3 separate regions of the Danio rerio genome follow, and regions 1 and 2 are each linked to region 3. A link is a contact called in public Hi-C and HiChIP or PLAC-seq data. All regions are on one chromosome and are shown on one strand. The core of a region is the stretch at or near the end of the contact, and the rest is flanking DNA. Distances in the headings are between cores, read along the strand shown. Region 1 has its middle 54 kb from the start of kdm6bb. Region 2 holds the start of kdm6bb (lysine (K)-specific demethylase 6B, b). Region 3 holds the start of efnb3a (ephrin-B3a).

Region 1 (4,478 bases), core at 1,555-4,054, 130 kb before region 3:
AATGGATTAAGTTCTCAGTACTAATTGGGATTAGTTTTTGAACTTAAATGATTTGCTGCAATATGTTTCCTCAAATGGTTTGAGTTTAACTTTTGGGTTTTACATTGTACTTTAAACAAGCAGCAAATGTCTTTTTTTTAGTGCAGCTCTCTTGGTGTGGACTAAAGGACAAAAGTGGCAAAAATAATGCTTGAACAAATTGTATTCATAAGGACAAGGCCTCAGGAACATGTGAAGTAAATGTCTCCAATAAAATAGTGATCACATTATCCACTCATCCTTTTTTAAACCTGTGATTCATTCAGGAGTTTATTTGCAGTTGAGTCACTGAGTCATTCACTCAGTCATCAACAACTAATTTGTTTAAAAAAAACCCCACACATTCAGAATTTAAACACCTGGTGTGGCATTTGTTTGGAAGCAAGCATTTGCATAAACAGACGTCACAAAAGCAAAAGTAGCTAATCAATGATTGTACGTCGCTTATTCAAATGATCAGAAATGCAACCAATAAACACCAAAAAACAACAACAAACACTGATCCGTTCAGCAACAAGAGAATACACCTATAAATGAGTCATTGCACTGGTTTATAAAAAAATTTAATAAAATAAAACAACATTTTCAGTGTGAAACAACTAGGGTTTTGAAACTTGTAGTGATGACAGACCTTTACATCTTTATTCTATTATAAAAAATACTCTTTATTCTAATATCTCAATATTCAAAGCTTTGAATGTATATACAATACAAGCTTTTATAGAAAAATAGTCAGAATGACCGCTATGCCCATTCTAGTAGTTATATAGTTCTAGTAGATCCAGTGTTAAAAACCATTGCATTAAATGACCACTTGTTGAAAAATAAATAAAAAAACATTAATTAATTTAGGATTGCAGTCAAGTAGGACTTGGTGTTTAATCGAAATGAAATCATAAACATGATTAAACAAAGCTGTGACTGCATTGCACATCTTGTCAGGGAAAAAGGTTGTGTGTTCAAAAGTAAATCTCATTCAAAAGCCAGTGGATGCTTTTAATGCAAAAACAGCAAACACCCACAAAGAAGAAGCTTATTACAGCCAGCAGAGAAAGTCATCATAGTTGGGTAAACTTAGAGAGTAAATGAGAAAGTAGCTCAATTTATTTATTTATTTTTTTGCATTCCTATTTGCTTAAACAATAAAAGAATAACTCCATGATAATGTTTATACAACTTTAAATAAGGGAAGAAAATTGAGTGAGACGAAGAAAGAATAAAGTCAAATTGACTGTCCCACCAATAGACGCTGAATTACAAACACCTTGCATAAGTGAGCATTATTTTTTGATTTGTTTTTTACAATTTGATGCAAAGATGATTTAATAATGAAAAAGTAAAGCTTTAAAAATGACAAACAATACAATATTAAAAACTTGCTGCTGAGTATTTAAAGTGAGTTTGGCATAAAAAATTAACTTAATTTTCATGTAGCATTTTTATATTATTATTGGGTATAAAAAAACTGTGTAGGTACAATCAAGTGCTGATTGTCAATTTGACAAGGCTTATACTTTTGTTCTTGCAGTCAGTTGTGGAAGAAATGATTAATAAAGGGTTTCTGATAAACCACTGTGACAGCTGCAGACACTGTGTGACGTGCGTGCACGCAAGGGGTAGTCAGGTTTGTCCGGGGAGTCAGATTTAGATACAACTCGGAGGAACATGCAGTGCCGGTGTTCTAACATAGCGTGTAGTGATGGGTCGTTCTGGAAACAGTTCGTTCATTTTGAACAAATCTTTTTGACTCATTTGCGCATACGCACGTTTGTGCAAGCTGAGCTTGCGTGCTATCTTGGAGTAGTCCGTTTTGCACAGAATCCGCACGCATGGCCTCAAACCATTTCGATATGAATGATATTGGATAATACCGCATCGCGTTGGGGAATGATATCGATATATCCCCAGAACTCGATATACCGCCCAGCTCTAAAAAGTCAACACAAACAGCTACAAAGTCAAAACAGCTCAAATTTCCAATATACACGAAGCTATAAAAAATAATCTGAAGGGTGTTTTGAGCTAAAACTTTAGGCACATTCTAGAGACAAAAGACGAATCTTAAATTTTGAAAAAGGGGTAAAATAGGTGCCCTTTAAGGCATACGTATACAGCTTACACAAATAAAGATCTGAAAATTCTGTATGACATTATACAACAACTAGTTTCCTCACCCAAATCAGATGTGAAAACTGTTATCATGGTAATACATGCACACAGAAAACCCCAATTAGCTTATATCGCGCATCCTGTATTTCTTTTAAAACAGATGTGAACATATGTGCTTGTCTGCTAGTAATCTGTTCTCTAAATGACTCCTGGCACGAACTAGCATGGAAATAAAAAAAAAAAAAAAGAGAGTGTTCCGGGTATCATCATCACAGATGAGAGACTTCAATCATCATGCAAATGAATTTACCCACAACTGCAGGATAAACCTCAGCCAGTCAAAGGAGACGCAATGCTCAAACACACCGTGACGTGTTTACATATTGCCAATTAATAATCCAAGAAAAGACCGCAGACACGTGTTTGCAGATTCCTCACTGTTTGCTTTAGAGATACAAAAGATTAATAATGATGAAGCTGGGTGTCAAGAGACGACGACGGCTGACAGATGAACGTGTCTACACTTGAGGAGTGAGGAAGAGAGAGAGGGAGGAAATGAAAAAGCAGATATCAGGCGCACAACGGCTGATCAGGAGCGAAGACAGAAGTGGCTTCAGTATCGCTGCCAAGAACAGCAGCAGATGCTTGTGAAAAGCAGATCGCTCTGGATGCTTGAACTCCAACTGACCTTCAACACACACCCCAGTCTCTGGACGGACACATAAAGACGGGCTTTAAAAGCGCTCCGGTTGACCACAAATCAGCCCTGGGTGGAGGAAGGTCACAGTCATGTGGTGAAAACTGTCAGTGAGTGCTGAGTCCCTGCTTGACTTTATGACCTTCGCTTTTCATGAAGTCACAAGCACCTCGGTGCAGTAACTGTACGGCCGCTTCAGGAAGACGAAAATAACCAGGGGGCCAATGCACGGTCACTCTCCAAAATAATCAAAATGCTCATATGAGAGCTCTCAAAGAGGAAGTAATTCAAGCAAAACAATAAAGCGCCACACTGGTTGGCAGATATGAGAGCAGCTTGTTTGTCTATGAGCGTTTTGAAGTGTATTTCAATATCAACACTGCCTGAGGACACATGCCAAGTTTTAGTTGGCCAAATTGATTTTTTTTGTCTCAGTGAAGAACTGGATTTGATTTTGGACCAACATTACAAGAAATAATCAATGCATTTTGTTTTCTAAATAGTTAATTATAGTTAAAAGAAAGAAAATGCTTTGCACTTTGTGGTGATTTTTCCCTTAAATTGCCACTATTTCTGAAGATAGAAAAAAATCAAGAATTTACTCAAGCTACTGGTTAAAATTTATATAAAATGAGTAGATAAAAGCATATAATATGTAAAGTTTATATTTTTCTTAATTTTTACACATTCAACATTTATATTAAAACATATTTATATATACAGAATATGTAAGATGTACATAGGATTTACAGATTATATTAAATACAAATTAAAATGTGCATATATTTAGTTGAAGTCAGAATTATTAAACCCCCTGAATTATTGACTATTATTGAATACTGAGCCTAAATAAAAGCAACGGCATGCAACGTGCATGGGAGCAACATACAAACGGCGCACATGTGACATATTTTCCAGGGACACCTAGTTGAAAACACCTCAACTTTTCCGAATGCGGCAAGTGCACCACGATTCATGTAAGCAGAACTAACAAATCTGCTTTACTCTTTGTATGAAATAAACACATTTCAAGTATAAAGGTAGACTAATGTCCTCAGACAAATACAGCGCATCCAAACACTGCGGTGCTTTTTACTTTTCTCCATAAACTTGTCATCCTCTGAGAAAACGATTGATGGTCGCTTAGTTATGAGAGGCGCCAGGGTAGTGCGAGCGCCAAGCCCATTGTAATGGTCAAGCAAACCATACTCTTGCCACTTTAGGTCAGAATAACAACACGTGAAAATGAGTGCAGTGGCTAGCAGCAGTGAGGAGATTGTATAAAAAAAATAATAAAAAAAAATGGATGTAAGGATGTCGCCAGAATGGCTTTTTGGTTTCTTTTCTTGTGCATCCCAGCCACTAGCAGCAACCCATCTAAAATATTTTTAGCATAGGGGGTAATATGGTCATTCAACTTTAATTTTTAATGTTCTGCAAACTATGTATGTGAATAATGATGGCTGGTTTATTTATCTGAAAGCTTAGATTTGATTATCATAACTGGTTTTGTTTATAGTTTGAGTTTGAGGTTTACTGTATCATTATTATTGATACCTTATGTTGATCTACCTTAGTTGCACAAACTTTGCAACATTTATTAAGTTTAAGAGTCTTTTTACCCTTTTGTTTT
Region 2 (4,973 bases), core at 1,952-4,451, 190 kb before region 3:
TAATTTTTTTATGTAGGACCAAAAAAAGTTTGTTCAAGCAAAAAGTTCTACGAATCAAGTCCGAACATTATGATAGGCTTTCAAACCGACGTGTTAAAATATGTTCTATCATTGTATACCACTGCGCACCCTGTTTTGCAGGAAGGATTACGACATCTGCGCATTCACAGAAACAGTTCAAACAGAAAATAGCAGGCAAACAACAATCTACCTTCTTTTTAAGTTTGAGATTGTAATTACTTTGGGGTCGATCACACCGAATGCGTTTTTTTGTCTTGAGAGGCGCCTTTTTGAAAGATTTACTAATGTTCACGAGCATTTTGCGCACTGCTTATACTTCCTGCACGCCTTTCGTTTTAACCGCCTGCTGCACCTTGCGTTTTGCCCTTGCATGCTGTGCACTCGCAGCAGATGAAAAAAAGTCAACTCTGAACGGAAAAAGTGCGTTACTTTAGTCGCATTTTTTCAGTCTCCAATCAAATAAAAGCAGTGTGACAAAAAGTGACAGCAGTGTTTGTGTTGTCAAGATGACTTCAGAAACTTCTAAAGATGGAGCTGTATGACTTCTCAAATCTTAATTATCACAATATTATTAAATATTACAATCATTCCAATACCAACAGCAACACTCACGCAAAAAACGCAGCTGATTCAGTCATTGCCTAGACACATAAAAAGCGCACAGCACTTTTCATTCGGTGTGATCAGCCCCTAAATATGCTATATAGTTTTCTCTCTGGTGAATGTTATCATGCATTAAGGAGGTGTGGCTTTGGGTTGGTGTAGTGCAGGGTGGGATGTAGGCTTTTACTGCTATCAGGCTAATGCTTTTAAGCATTTTCCAAGATCTCCTATTGCACCTTTAAATAAGCAGTTTGATAGACTTGAAATCAAATCAGAAGTTTCAAATCACACTGTTGTGGTTGACAGAAGAAATCTGAAGTGTGAGATCAGACTGATAAGTATATTTAAATAAGAAATTTGACATTTAAATCAGTTTGACTTTTTTTAGTCTGGCCTAATATAAAACATTAAAATGTGTCATCATTTTGTCAGTTTCTGTGGTTTCAGATCAGAAGTTTCAAATCTGACTGTTGCGGCTGAAAGTAGAAAACAGAAGTGTGAGGCCAGACTAATTAGATTATAGTATTAAATCAGACGTTTGACAGATTTGACAGACGTTTTTTAATCAGTCTGCTCGGATATAAAAACTATATCATGTATTCAGGTTCTGAGGTTTCAGATTAGGTTAGAAGAGATCAGAGACTTACAGAGCTGGTTTCAACAGTCTTGTCTAATATAATTACTGATCTCAATAGAAGTGCATAATCAGACTGTCTGAAGAGATCATACATGCACAATAAGGATACAGTAATATATATATCAGGCTGACAAAATTAGAATATTTATATCTGATATCAAGTTGCTGAAATAAAAATATTGCCATCTGAAGTCCGAGATCAGACTGGTTGAAATCAGAATTCTTACATCAGACGAGTTTCAAGTTTTAATTGCTGAGCCCAATTGATGAGACGTTTCTGTGTTCATTGTGCTGAGGCCAGATTGTTGTTGAAAATTCTTGGAAGCTTGACAGTAAATCAGTCATGCCTCAACAAGTACCTCCTTTTTTTTTTTGTCAGTTGTCCATGAGCAGAAATGACACACGGAAGAACTACTGTACACAACCAGCTGAAGATCTCCAAAACGCTGGTGGTCCAGTAATGACAGTTTTCCCCGAGCCGCAGATTCCCATATGAGGTTGAGAAGTGCTTGGATTGGCAAAACTTTAGGATGTTTCCAAAACCAAGCTTCCTTCACTCCCAAACCATAATAACCAACACCACTGCGACACACAGCTGGACCACCGTGGTCCAAACCAGAACCAAGCATAATGTTTCAATTTACTGCAGCGCTGTAAAAGGTGCACAGTACGCTTGAAAAACTGAAAACAGGGTGGTTTCTGTTTATGCTTCTCGAGTGCTGTAATTACATATTTAGGGTGTTTTTGCTTATATTTAGCGTTAGACTATGCACTTCAAGACTTGTTGTAGTAACCAATGCTTCACAAGATCTTAGCAGATGCTTCGTAACCATGTCAGCAAACACAAACCTGCTCAGCACAGACAAACTTGTTCTCCAAAAACACAACCGACAACAGTATCTAAGCTGTCTTCACAAATGATTAAGTTTGCAATTACAGACTTCCTGTTTCTGCATTTCAACTCTGCTCTGGGTTTCAACTCGTGAAGGTTCATTTCAGTCTACAAGGTTACCAGATCTCATTTAACTGACATCACGGTTTCATTCATTGCAGCTCCACCAAATGACTCGGGTTCAGCCTCTATTTTTAGAAGGATATTTTAGCAGCTCACGGTTGTCTGCCTGTGGTAAAGCTCCGGTGAATGTAGGTCAGTATGTGGAGATAACCACGGCACGTGTGCATTAATCCCCCTGCAGGCCTGTGCAAACAATAGCCTTCCAAAGATTTTTTTGCTCCTGAAAACATTTACAGTATACACACCGAATTGTGTTTATGTAAGCTTAGCAATAGTCACAGCCATAATATGTTTATGAGTTGACATTCATGACTGATGATGTCGCTGTTTTTTTTTTTCCTTTTTTTCAAAAGCAGCAATGCTTATGTGACAGTTATCATATAAAATGAAAACTAGTACTCCTAAGGGATTGTAATCTCATGATGGCATTTATTTAATCGCACGGAACCAGAGCCGGTGTAAGTGATACCAGTAACTACAGATGCCGGTGATGATGTGAGGCAATGCATCTGTAATGCTACAACACACACACACACACACACACACACACAGAGAGATAAAGCACACAAACTGCTGTCAGAATAATGAATGTCTGCTTTAGTGTCGATCGATGTGCATGTGATACACATAAGCAGTATGAAAACACATGCACACTTTCATTTGCACACAAAAAACATGCAAATACATCAATAAGTATCATGAGATGTTCAAAATAATGGCCTTTTCTCTTCAAATCTTACCTCCTCTCCTCTACTTTCACCTCTTCTCTTCCCCTCTTGCTCCTATTTTTCCTTCTTTTCCCCTCAAAGCAATTCCTTTCCTCTCCCTCCCGAGTCAATCCTGTCGCCTCTGTTCCCCACTTCTCTCCTCCCTCTTTCTCCTCTCTTTTCCTCTCCTCTCACTGATTCTCATATGTTCACAGCAGACTCAACCACGTGCACAGCCTGTGGGCGGGGCCACCGTTTAATGCTTCTGCACTCTGCTGAGCTGTCAATCACCTCAGCTCGTCCAATCAGCAGAAAGCAGCCCGTGTCAGTCAAAGGATACTAGCGAATATGAGCCCTGGAGGTGGGAATTGTGCAGAGAAAAAAAGTGGGAGTGAGAGAGTGTGTCTGCCGTGTATGTGTGTGTTTTGGAACAAGGCCAACACACTATGTGCTATTTTTAAACCTCACTGTAGGGTGGCAAAAGACTCCATTTTCTGAACGAATCGGGTTCGTTTCAAAGCTTCCAAAATAGCTTTCTGCTCAATTAGATCTGTTTTGATTGAAGAAATATGAAATTGGGGAATCCGTCATGGGATGATTATGGTCTGTGAAAGTATTTTGATGAAAGTATCTCTCCATGAATTGGTGGATGTGGTCGCTACAGTTGCAGATTTATTTTTTTTAATGAACTAAAAGTCTGTTCAACTTTTTAACAATTCAGAGCGTAACTTCATTACACTAACACATAACAATGGCAGGATGTTGTTTCGGTACATAGGATGGTTGCTAGGATGGTTGCTAAGCTCACCACATCGATGATACACAGTTCTGTTTACAATATGGGTTTTCACGATTTCTCTATACCAGGGGTGACCAAACTTTTTTCGTATGAAGGGCCAAAAATCAAATATCATTGATATCCATGGTATGATGATAAATATACCAAACTACATTAAATTAAAGTTGGCAATATAACTATTGCAATAAAAACATAATCACATCTACAACACAGTAGAGTTCAACGCTGAATACACCAGTCAAGCAGAATCTGCCTTTGTCTTGATTTGCTCACCAAATCCTCTATCCATCACTTGACAGTATGCACATTTGAAACAAAATCTGAATAATTTACACCATTTCATAGATATATAAACTAGACATCGCATAGGGACCCTGAGCATGCGTCAATAGCGCCGCCACATTGGTACAGTGCTCCCAGGACAAATGTCATTCAACTGCACTAGTCAAGATAGTGTTATTACGTGAAGACGCTGTCTACAGGTGTAGTAACGAGCAAACATAGAAAACAAACCACAAAGGCAGAACATTTCATAGGTAATATAAATTTTTTTTTCTTCTGTTTTTGTATGTTCTGAATTTTGTGCTAATCAGGTAACGTTATTGATGGTTTAAGTCACTTACTGCATTCACCATACGGCAAAGCAGCTCCAAACACAAAATAAAACACAATTGGGTTCCAGATTATATATATATATATATATATATATATATATATATATATATATATATATATATATATATATATATATGTATGTTTTGTTTGTTTGCCATGCCATATTACATTTCTTCCATAAGCAATGTAAAACAATCAAGATGGGCCCTAGTTTGGGCACCTCTGCTCTATGCTGTGTTTACTTATTTTATATGCCACGACAATTCTTAGAGCAAATAATCAGGAGTAACAAAGTGAACTGTACTGCTGCCAGTGATAAATCAATAATAAGGTATAAAAAGGTGGTTTCCTTCTTCTTACCCTTTTACCACTGAGCATCAAAAGAAAATCAAAAGTTAAAAGTAGCTTATTGAAAATTACTGTAAAAGCAGACCACTAGGGTTGGGCGATGTTGACCACTTTGGCATCGTACAATGTCAAATGTGAAACGTCGCGATGGACGATGGCATCGTCGTCATAGGTGGCGGTAAATTAATTATTTATGAATAATTAATTAATTAATAACCAATTATTTGT
Region 3 (4,467 bases), core at 1,198-3,697:
GAGAGGGAGAGAAGAAGAGGAGGAGTGGAAGAAAAGAGTGAGGTGACCTGAGAGAGATGTGGTTGGTGGGGTGTGAGTAAACACGTTGACCTTTTCAGATATCAGAGGAACATTTATTTCATATGGATGAGTGACTTTCTCTATCTCTTCTTATATATGACATTATCTACCCAAACCCTTCAATTTCAAGCAACCATTTTGCTTAACCTCAGTTTAAAATTATTATAATTATTTCTCTTTTAGCCAACCATGTTTATCTTTCTGTCTCAGGTCTATTTGTCATCTCTTATACTTCTCTAACATCTATTAGAATGAAGTTTAATAAATAAATCTCCATATCCTGATACACATTTATTTCAACATAAATGCTTAACTAGAACTTTTTCTTTTACTTAAATTCTCTTTTCCTTCTCAGGGTAAAGGGAACTCCTGAATCTGTGCCTCACTCAAGGTCTACATTCTTCTTAAAGTGGCTTCTCCTTTCCTGCTGTCCAGACAGCATCCTCAGCACAGGCGAAATTCAGAGGACCTTTGTGTGGGTTTGCAGATTGTGTCACTGCGGGTAAAGCATGAATGCCTTATCTAGGGAGGGCATGCACGCGACCCATAATCGGGAGGCAGCCAGCCGGAAAATGCCCCCCTTGCCTCTCTCAGTTGAGAGTGTCTGTCCAAACCGTTAACTAGACTGCAGCCCAGGCCAAAGTCACCCCTGTCCCAACTTGGTTTAAGTTTGCATGTAAGGTTCCCACACTTTTTGACCTATTTTCATGAATTTTTCCTTTATTTTTTTTAAATGATAGATTGTTGATCGAGAAATCTTACACTCCAAAAAGAAACAAAAAAAAAAAAAAAAACCTTAGCTAAAAAAATAATTTCTGGAGCCCTACAAAAAATTCTACTGACCTTAAAAATATCCTTGATGTTTTTGTTAAGTTTATTCTTGTAAAAGGAGTTCATTATGGATGCTCCGAAGAACTTTTTGCATTCATAAAACTTTTTTTTCGTTCCATAAAAGGTTCTTTAGTGTAAAAGGTTTTATATAATTCTAAAATTCACTTCATAAAAAAGAAAAAAGGGGATATTTTAACATCTCTCTATTGAAAAGTTCTCGGTTAGACCCAAAATAGTTCCTATATGGCATAACTGCAAAAAATTTCAGAATCTTCATTTCTAAGTCAAAAAAAAAAGTTACTACTTTTTCTTGGGTATAAAATTCAGTTTGCTCTAGTTTACCACCTGGAAACATAAAATCTGACAAGTTTACCACCTGGAAACATAAGATCTGACATGTAATACATTCTTGTTTTCATATTTAAACAACAAATACAAATAATTAAGTCCTACCCAATTGGTGAAAATTTTATTCTCAATTAGTCTTTATAAGATTTAACTTACTGTAAACTTGCATCTGAGTTCTCAATTGACCACATACCTTCTATTTAAAGTGTTCCAGTAGACTGGCTCCATGTTGGTCGCATCCACTGCTAAACTCTCCATCAGGAAGATTAATAGAAATCCCAAAGCACTGACCCAGTCCGAGAACGCCATGGCCACCCAGGCTCCCCTCGTCTGGATTCCCATGTTCCTCTTATAAGACAAATGAATGGGACCTAATAGAGACAAAAGACTAGTAGAGGGCTGAACTTCACCAGATCCCTCAGCGCTTGAGGAGGTGCTGTGACCGCAACATCCACATCTGAAACACCCGGAGCTCAAATCTCTGAATGTTTGTGGAAGAAATCAGATTCAGAAACATCAACCTCCTTTGTTCCATTCAAAGCAAGCAATGACCTCAAATGAAAGTCGCAAGTATTGTCAGATTTGAGAAGGCACTGCCATATGCTCAATGTATGAATCTGATTCGAGGTGAATTTCAAACAATGTTATGATTGTGGATGTGGTGAAGTTGAAGGTTTTGAAGTGCACGCAGACTGATGCGGGGCGCCAGGTCCACTGCGGGTGATTTTTAGAAATGTTTCTCCATCAACCGCAGCATTAGCATTTCTATCAAGGACCCCAAGTTGTATTTTGACTCCCGATGAGACACTGAACATCCACCCTGAACAAATAACTCAGTCATTCAGCACACAAAAGTGTCGTCCGTCAGCGTTAGTGCAGGAAACGTTTTCTGAGGTCCAAAATCAAACTTTTCGTTCATCCAAAACATTCACGTAACGTTTTATTCATCCAAAACATTCACGTAAATGTGAGGTCCAGTCCTGCAACAACGGTGAGGATGTCCACCAAGACTTACTCAATGAATTAGAGTTCGACTGGAAAAACAAGAAACACAACCGGTTTGGGGCATTAAAAGAAACAATGTGACAATAATCGATAAGAGTCGATTATAATAGACGCCGAAAGGTAGGAAACAAGAAACGAGGTAGTCCTGTGGTCAACAGAAACAACGCGTGCCGTTCGCTCCGTCCGATTCTCTGCTGCTCTGCAAAGTCTCGAGCTTTGACTCGCGCGCCGGCGGCATTGTTGCCAGATCCCCAGAGAAACAAGCAACCAGGTTTGAAAATACAAGCTTAAACGAAATAGTAATTGACGGCAATTGCGTTGATTTTAAAATGTTTGGCGATTATACCATTATCATGTTTAACTGTAAATACAGTAAACAGTTTAATTTAACAGATTAAAACACGTATTTAATAAAGTACATATTTAAAAAGACGCTACAAACACATAACATTACTAATTGTGATATAATAGTAATATTTGTTGTTGTTTTTTTTCATTGAGTGAAATGTGTTGCTTTTTTTAATTGCTTATAATAAGCGGACATGGCAACAACTGCTGGTGGTGACCGCGTTTGATAGACTGCCAGAAAGGAGAGTTTGGATGTTTTGAGAAAAGCTTCTCTCATGAGGATTTTGTTTAGTACTCTCAAATTTAAATGTCACTACAGCTTATCGGGCAACGAATCAAACATATTGGCTGCGGGGTCGGAAGGGTTTGAAGTATTTGAATGAAACAAGGAACCCGCCTCAACTTTAGTCTAGTTGCTCGAGGCGTATCAGGATAGGGTTTGTTTAGTTAAACCTTATGCCTCTAAAAATTGCCTCTAAAGATAGCACAAAAGGGCAAAACTGGTTTGTTAAGGGAATCTACCTGTAAAATCATTGAATACGCCTACAGTTTGATCCTAAAGAACACAAAATTAAAAAGAACACTAGAGTCCATCTTACAATGTTAAATATCAAACATTGAGACCTATAATAATCTAGATTATTGAATCTTTTGCCATGTCACTCAAGCTTCTCTCTTAGGATCTGAAGAAATGTGAACGTACTGCCTCATAGTGGAGAACAGCTGCAAAGCATGTCAAAACTCCCAAATAATGAACAACAGAGGCGGTGATTTGGGGGTCCTAAGCAATTCCAGGTATGGGTCCCAAGCAATGAAACTCGAAAGATTCTCTTTCTCTAGATATTCCTTTCCCTGTAGATTTGTTTTGTAAATAAACTGCGTGTTAAAAATATATCTTAAGAGGAACCCCTGGTTAAAAAACAACAACAATAAAATCTTAATGGTTAATCCTAAAAGAGAAAAAAGCAGCAAAAATATTAAGATGGGTTGAAGATGATATTCAATTTAAGCCAGTAAAACTAGATTTAAGATTTAAACAGTGGAGTTTGCAAGGTACAACATCCTTCTGTCTCATCACTACTGATAATGAATTAGAAAGTTTTCAACAACTTTTGAATACATATAACTTTTCAACTACCTTTAAGTTAGAGACTACTTTAGTAAAAACAGAATAGATTCAGAAAAAAATAAAAAACAACAGTAGTGCAGGTATTTATATACTTACAGAAAGGTTAATAAGAAAGTAGTATCAAGAATTTATTCCTGTCTGACATTAACAAAGAAACACTCAACTATATGTATAAAACAGAAATGGGAAAAGGAAGCCAGTAGTTATAACAAAAGATTAGTGGTTAACTATTTGAGAAGCACAGATGAACACAATTATTCAGATTCATGAAGGCAAATTATTTGGAAATATGCATCAGATTCTTTATCACACCTAAAATAAAATACTTTTAACTAGGGATGAAAAAAAGAGGGAATGCTGGTGAAAATGTGGAAATGTATTGGCTTATCATTTCCACATAATTTGGGATTGTTTATACACACCTATTGGCAAGATTTGGGATTGAATCTGGAATGTAATTTTACAACTATACCCGGGAATTTACGCTTTAGATCTTCTTAATACACTAACAACTAGCAAAAAGGCCATTACAAAGAAATAGCTCAAACAAGATCCTCAATCTGTTGGTGAATGGCATGATATTGTAAAAGAGATATGATATGGAAGTACTGACACTTTCCTTGAGACAACAAGCCTATTAAAATTCTACATACTGGGATAAATGGCTGAGAAATGTTTTAATTGTATTGTGTGTATATATATATATATATATATATATATATATATATATATATATATATATATAT

Evidence for each region. Hi-C and Micro-C count contacts between places; a contact is called where the count stands out from the background. HiChIP or PLAC-seq counts read pairs in DNA pulled down with a chosen protein or histone mark.
Region 1: a Hi-C map of an unstated tissue shows a contact between it and region 3, with 3 times the contacts expected there. The contact joins the enhancer-like site here to the promoter of efnb3a in region 3. A contact is called at or near these places in 1 of 18 Hi-C or Micro-C datasets (an unstated tissue) and 2 of 4 datasets of contacts at active chromatin or transcription factors (gastrula embryo and pancreas).
Region 2: a contact with region 3 is called in an H3K4me3 HiChIP or PLAC-seq map of embryo, with 4 times the contacts expected there. The contact joins the promoter of kdm6bb here to the promoter of efnb3a in region 3. A contact is called at or near these places in 2 of 4 datasets of contacts at active chromatin or transcription factors (caudal fin and embryo).

Annotation. Positions count from the first base shown.
Region 1 is chr10:27,564,802-27,569,279 of GRCz12tu, reverse strand. It overlaps a transcript of kdm6bb not described here. Among named protein-coding and RNA genes, the nearest start is that of kdm6bb, 54 kb to the left of the region's middle. Within about 2 kb of position 2,804, at least 7 of the 62 cell types and tissues checked have an H3K27ac peak or open chromatin away from gene starts, as enhancers often do.
Region 2 is chr10:27,619,277-27,624,249 of GRCz12tu, reverse strand. kdm6bb (lysine (K)-specific demethylase 6B, b) reads right to left here and starts at 3,201. Exons shown (of 21, transcript NM_001030178.2): 1 at 3,017-3,201.
Region 3 is chr10:27,430,315-27,434,781 of GRCz12tu, reverse strand. It overlaps efnb3a (ephrin-B3a), which reads right to left and starts at 2,447. Exons shown (of 5, transcript XM_687578.8): 1 at 1,433-2,447. The coding sequence starts at 1,581.